Regions from separate parts of the Macaca mulatta genome. Here region 1 is linked to region 2. The links are chromatin contacts, called in public Hi-C maps. All regions are on one chromosome and are shown on one strand. The core of a region is the stretch at or near the end of the contact, and the rest is flanking DNA. Distances in the headings are between cores, read along the strand shown. Region 1 holds the start of FNTB (farnesyltransferase, CAAX box, beta). Region 2 holds the start of CHURC1 (churchill domain containing 1).

Region 1 (3,667 bases), core at 6-2,505, 71 kb before region 2:
GTTATAAATTTATAATTCTAGTCATAACTGTACAATATAACAACTATTGTTACTAATTTTGCCAAAGTACAGGCTTCCAACTTCAAGTATGAAATACAAAACAGGTCTCGCCAAGGTGAAGCCTGGAGACTGACCTCACTAAGAGATCTTATTTCAGTAAGAAGCAGGATGTTCATTTATTAGTGTTAAGAATCATCCTAACCACTTCTCCTACCGACAGATGGATACACAGTTCCACATAACAATCTTGGGAACAATTCCAATCAGGGAATAAATAGAAAAACAAAACTATGGTTTTGGGCATATGAATCATTCCCCAAACACTTTTCTAAATGATAGGTTCGATCCTACTTCTAGGCCTTAGGGAATGATTAGTAGTCCAAAATCCATACTTTCTGTTAGAGCACTTTCCAAACTCTGTTTTCCTGCCTGTCCCCACAGGGGCTATTTCCTTGTACTTCCATCGTTTAATATTGTGTCCGACACGTAGTTGGTGCTCAAGTGGCTGAATGACTACCAAAATGCCCACCCACGAGGCAGGCCCCCAAACCTGGCACTGCAGGTCAAAAATCAAACAGATCGTGAAACGGCATGACAGCGGCCTGGCCCTTCTCTCCTCTCTGCCTCCAGAAGCTGAGAGCAGGTTGGGAAAAGTGCACTGTGCACCCCAGAACCTCCCGAAGTACTGGCAGAACGGAGTGGGCTATCCGACCCGCCTGGGCTGCCTCTGTTCTCCAGACGTAGAACACGATTCTCCTCGTTCTTTAGGGCAGAAGGGACCCGGCTACTGCCCACTCCTCCAAGCCCAACCTTGAAACGACCCTTCCCCAACCTGGCCGCGCAAACGCTCCACGACGAAGCCCAAGCCTGGGCGCCCGGAGCTTCCCAGAGGGAAGGCGCCCCGGTGCGCTGTGGGAGTCGTAGTTCCCCGGTGAGTTCCGCACCCGGGCGGCCCTGCGAACGGGACTCCCGCTCCCAGAACACCCCGCGCGGGTGCCTCGCCCAGTCCTGCCACCTCACCTGTTCTATGGACGTGACTGTTTCCACCGAGTCGTCCTGCAACCGCTCTCGCGCGTGCTCGGGCCTCAGACTGTACAGCGGCTCTGACCAGACGGGGGAGGAAGATGGAGGGCAATAGTAGGTGAAAGAACTCGGAGAAGCCATGATCAGGAGAGCAGCGGACAGTGTGTAGGACTCAGCTTCGTTAAGCAACAACGCGCATTGAAACTCGAGCGGGCTAAGGCGCTACGGCGAGCGGATAGAGGCAAAAAGATTTTGAACGCGAATCTCTCCTCCCACCTACAAGTCTTTAGAGTGAGTACTGAGATGCTGCCGCCCGCCGTTGGGCAGAGGCGCTGCTGCAAGAGCTCAGAGTCCTGAAGCGCAAGGGTGTCTACATCCGAATTTCATTTCAGAGAGATGGCGTAGGACGCCTCGGTTTGTTATGCAAATTGTTAAAAAGAACTTTAACATTCTGCTATTTCTCACTTAATTGTAATGCAGTCGCTTGCAGTTTCAGGTGCCCAAGAACCCAATGAATGTAAGTTTGAAAGCATTTCTGACAGCTCTACTGATTGCCTCAGTCACGCTATTACTAATAGAATTATTGTGCACCTTGGGGTACTTGACAGCCTCCCAGGAGAAGGCAGTAGCTGCTCAAACGTGCAAGGACGCCGTCTCAGTAATTCAGTGATGGAGGGAGGGGGGCATTATGATTTTCTCCTACCTCTTGGAGGTTACATTGCAGTAGCAAGAACTGAAATGCAGTAGAAGGAACAAGGATAAGTGAAACAGTCAGTCAGTCCGCAGATATTTACGGAACACTTGCTATGTGTCAGGCATTGTGCTAGGTCCTAGGAATACAAAAGTGAACAAAACAAAGTCCCTGCCCTTGGGAACCTTACATTCTAAGAAAATCGACAGAATTGAATGTATCCAACGCAATAAATGTATGAAGTCTTGTGATAAATGATATGAAGGAAAATAGCAGGGTCTATGAAAGAGACTAAAGGGGTAGGAAACTAATTGAATTGTATGGTCAGGCCAAGCCTCTCTAAGTGACCTTTCATTTGAGATCCGAAGGATGACGAGGAGTCATCCAGAAGAACAGTATGGGAAAGAACTCCTGAGAAGGAAGAAACAGCAACTTTTAGAAGACATGTGCTGGGCACAGTGGCTCATGCCTGTAATCCCAGCACTTCGGGAGGCTGAGGCAGGAAGATCACTTGAGGAGTTAGAACATCCTGGGCAACATAGCAAGACCTCATCTCTATTAAATATCAAAAAAATTAGCTGGGCGTGGTGGCGCATGCCTGTAGTCCCAGCTACTCAGCAGGCTAAGGTGGGAGGATCCCTTGAGCCCAGGAAGTCGAGGCTGCAGTGAGCTATGATTGTGCCACTGCACTCCAACCTGAGTGGCAGAGCGGGACCCTGTTTCAAAAAACAAAACAACAAAAACAAAAACCATAGGCTCAAGTGACCCTCCTGCCTCAGCCTCCTGAGTATTATTTTAGGGCATGCATCAAAAGTACTACACCAAAAATTATAATACCAAGATATTAAACTGGGGGAGTTGTATGTAGGAGGTTATAGAAGGTATGTTAATAACAGACATTCCGGGTACACTTGGAGACAAGCTTCCTGCTCAGAGCATTTCACTCTGTTCCCACTCCATTCCATGTCACATGTCTAGGATCCAGGGATTATAGACCAGAGTGACATTTGACAACCATCCATTCCCCTGTTCTCAGTCTCTGGTAGTAAATAGAAGCAGTCAGAAAAAATGTCACAGATGAAGCTGGGCTGGCTTAAAGACCTCAGGTAGATGAACACTACCACTGTGTCCATTTTAGTGGTACTATTGCTGAACTAAGACCTAGAGGCACCAGAATGTCACCAAATCTGGAAATAAGGGGACTGTATGGGTTAGGACCCATGGATATGGCTGCACAGTGTGAAATGGTCCCATTACATTGAGCCCTCTATTGGCATCTTATTGTGTTTCCCTTAGTTATATTTTGGGAAAAAATGGTCTGATAAGGTCAGAGTCATATCTAAGGATTCAGCCTTTGTCACAAAGAGTTTCTTTGCAGGAGAACTGGAAACTTTATGCTTCAATCCTGAAGACTGTGCTATTGAAAGAATAGTTGGGACAGTTTTGTGACAAATTGTTGCATCTGTCAGGTGCACCTAGAGCAATTGCAAATTGTATTTTAGAAATAAAAATTCATTTCTGAAATTTAGTCTCCTCTGCAGTGGGATCCAAAAGATGTGAATAGGAACATGGGCAAGAGTCTCCTGCAGGAGAGTGTGTTCTCATCCAATTAATGTTTATTGAGTACAGGGTAAGTGCTGGGCACTGAGCTAACTGCTAAGGAGACAGCAGTGAACAAGCCAGACACAGTCTCTGCCATTATGGGTCTTATGATTTACCAGAAAAAACTTTAAACAATAATGACGGAATTGACTCTTTCATGACAGTTGAGAGAAATGGGATGAGGCAGAAAGAAGTATGGAGTGTTGTGAGGTTGCATGACAGGGGGACCCTAAGGTAGCCTGGAAGGCTTGAAAAGACTCCCATGAGGAAGTGAGTTAATTAATCTAGGGGATGGGAACATCCCAGGCAGAGGAAACCCAGTGACAACCCCAAATCAAGTGAAACCAGTAA
Region 2 (3,378 bases), core at 246-2,745:
ACCTTTTGACAACCAAAAAATGTCTCCGGATATTGCCAAATGTCTAACAGGCAAAAATCACTCCTGGTAGAGAACTACTGCTCTTTCATTCATTTCCATTCCTCATTCATTAATGGTGTTCCATTCTAATGAATATATCACAGTTACTTTTCCAATCTACTACAAAAATAATGCTGTTATGAACACTCTTATTTATAGGTCTTCAGAAGCATATACACATGCATTTTCTAGAATGGGAATCGCTGGGTCATTTCTGTGTTTTATAAGGCTCACCCGTTTTTTCAAAGTAGTTGTACCATGAGAATTCATACTGCTATACAAGCTACTCAAAAGCCTAAGTATTACCCATAAGATACTAAGACATAAGCAACTACAGAGGTTTTCTCCCTCCCAACCAATGCACAAATTCCATTCCTGTAATTGTCCCCCATCCTCCAGCTCCTCACCTTCTTTTCTACCCTAATCACAACTGCCCTTCAAGCCTTAGATGATGTCCACCTTTTCTCAGGGGAGAACAGCACTATCTCCTATTGCCCTCCTCTTTCCCTAAACTTGAATAGCATTTCTGAACTGAGGTACTCATTTTTGTTAGTCACATACTTCCCAAAACTGTAAGCTGTTAGGCAGCACCAAAGCTGCCTTTTAATTTCTTCTCTGAAATAAAGAATCCAGCTGGGCGCGGTGGCTCATGCCATTAATCCCAGCATTTTCGGAGGCCAAGGCGGGAGGATAGTTTGATCCCAGGAATCTGAGACCAGCCTGGGCAACAGTGGGACCCTGTCTCAAAGAGAGGAGAAATAATTCCTTTCTGGCCTAGCAAAGTAATCTAACTACACATATATAAATGTTCAACAAGGATGCCTTGAATAAATGAGAATAGACAAGCTTTGAACCTGAAAGTAACTGAGATTTAAAAGGTAGTAACAGGCAGGAAACCTAAATTCTAGTCCTGGCTCTCATCCAGAATGTAAACTTCAGCAAGTGATTTCCCCTCTCTGGGCACTGGTTTCTTCATCCGCAAAAGTGTTAGAACACATGACCTCAGAGGTCCCCTCCAGCGCTAGAATTCGGTAAGAAAATTGAACTTCATCAAATCGAGTTTGAGGATGATACCGGTAGTGGGGGTGAGGGAGTCCCTCGGTTGTCGACCGGGTTTGTGGCGGTGGTGGGGTTCCTCTGTTGCTCCCTGGAGCTCAAGAGAACGGCCACGACAGCTGAGGTCAGCCGCCAGGGCGGGGACCAGAGGCGCTGACCGCCACAGGCCATCCCCCGTGTGCCTAAATACCGCTACCGGGTCACCGGGACAGGCAGTGCGGCCAAGTCCGCCCCGCGAACGGCCTATCTGGGAAGGCCAGCCTGGGGTGTGAGACACCTCGGGGGCCGGCCGCGGGCCAAGGGAGCGCCCAGTCGCTCACCCGGTTGGGATATTCCTTCTCCACACAGTCGCCACACATCGCGACGAGGTCAACATGGAACGCCCTCCAACGCTTCCGGGAAGACGAAACCTCGCGAGAGCTGAGATATGGTTGCCGCATGCGCCCAACTACTCGACTCCTGGATATTCCGTCTAGGGAACCGAGCCGAAGTCTCTGCCCCTTAGCAACTGTTGTCAAGGCAGGGCACAGTCTCCTTGGCACCTTGCGTCGGCAAAGGGTGGGGCTTCAGAACTCCTTCCGAGAAAGAGGAAGAAATCGTGTGCACTGACAGATGTGACGGGAAGGGAAGGTGGATCTTGGGCTGAGCGAAGTTCTCATAGACACCTTCCTGAGCTTAGGCTGATAAGAAAGGAAAATCACAACACACAAGAAAGGGAATTATTTCTCGCTACCACATATACAAATCTGAAATGTTAATAAATACCTTTCTGTACCATTTCTTAAGGCAATGAGAATGAATAAGAGACTAGATAGATCTCAGCAGGTGAATAAACAGTAACTGAAGTGTTTGGGAAGAGACACCCAGAGTGCTGCAGAAAATCTCTTCAAAGAACACTTAAAATATTAGTCATAATTGGCCATTCCGAAGTCCTCTGGAGGACATAGCAACGGGTACCGTATTTCTATCTCTCTCAGGTGTCACAGAAGCACCTCAGTGGCGGGCAAGGACTAGTTAAATAGACAAATGACCAGGTCAGTTGTTCCTGCATCATTTCCCAATCCTGTGGATCTCAAAATGCTTGTGATTGGCGCCCCGCCTCATCCTTTCTCTCTGTGTTGAAAGCATCTTATTTATTCGCAACCATCTAATTAACTTGCATACGAATCTCCGAAGTTTGTCTTTGCTTCTGAACAATGTGTCTTCATCACACTTCTCTACTCCAATGGGAACATCAACATCCTCCCTCAGCCCTGCTTTATTGCTGTCATGTCAGTGAAGAAAGATTGGGGAGCATGGGAGACTCTGGGATCCAGATTCCTTAAAGAAGAGATTAATAACCATTTCAAAGCACACTAGTTTAACTGGGCTTGCTAATATGGGAATTATTTTTCCACAGAAGCACTGAAATTGTAACCTTTAGTATTTCAACTTCTAGTAAGTACCTGCAACAGTTACTAAAAATCACAGGTGTGCTAAGAAACACTGCATGAACTACAGCCATCAGAGTTTACTTTATTCTTAGAATAATTATAATGCCTCCCATTTGTATGACATTTTCAACCTTTCAAAAGTGTCCTCATTTCAGTTTCTGATTTTATGCTATTACAACCCTATGTGGTTGGTAAGAAAAATATGCCTCCTCTTTTCAGATAAGGAAACCACAGAAGTGAGTGGTTAAAGGTCTTGTCTATGGTAAAACTACTCAGTAGTCAGCCAGCGCTAAGACTCTATTGCTATCCTTGGCTCAATTTCTTTCTAATACAGTAGCACTAGCCACTTATGACTATGAAGCACTTTAAATACAGCAAGTTTGAACTGAGATTGTGCTGTAAGTACATTCTGCACACTAGATTTGGAAGATTTACTAGTAAAAAATATAAAAATCTCATTAATAAATTTATATGATAATGCTGAAATAATTTTTGACATACTGGGTTAAATAAAAATGTATTATTAAATTAATTTCATTTGCTTTTTTAAATGTGGCTACTAGAAAATTAAAAATTACACATGTAACTCTCATATTCCTATTGGACAGGGCTAGTCTATTCTTTTTTTCTCTCTTTTAAGGCAGAGTCTCACTCTGTCACCTAGGCTGGAGTGAACTGGCGCAGTCTCGGCTCACTGCAGCCTCTGCCTCCCGGGTTCAAGTGATTCTAATGCCTCAGCCTCCCGAGTACCTGGGACTACAGGGGCACACCACCACAACCAGCTGATTTTTTGTAGTTTTAGTAGAGATGGGGTTTCACCATGTTGGCCAGGGTGGTCTCGAACTCCTGG

What was found. A called contact is a pair of places that touch in the nucleus more often than the background predicts.
Region 1: a Hi-C map of fetal cortex germinal zone shows a contact between it and region 2, with 2.9 times the contacts expected there. The contact joins the promoter of FNTB here to the promoter of CHURC1 in region 2. A contact is called at or near these places in 2 of 14 Hi-C or Micro-C datasets (fetal cortex germinal zone and liver).

The regions. Positions count from the first base shown.
Region 1 is chr7:138,083,584-138,087,250 of T2T-MMU8v2.0, reverse strand. It overlaps FNTB (farnesyltransferase, CAAX box, beta), which reads right to left and starts at 1,255. Exons shown (of 12, transcript NM_001257705.1): 1 at 1,021-1,255. The coding sequence starts at 1,164.
Region 2 is chr7:138,012,689-138,016,066 of T2T-MMU8v2.0, reverse strand. It overlaps CHURC1 (churchill domain containing 1), which reads right to left and starts at 1,495. Exons shown (of 4, transcript XM_028851614.2): 1 at 1,114-1,495. The coding sequence starts at 1,266.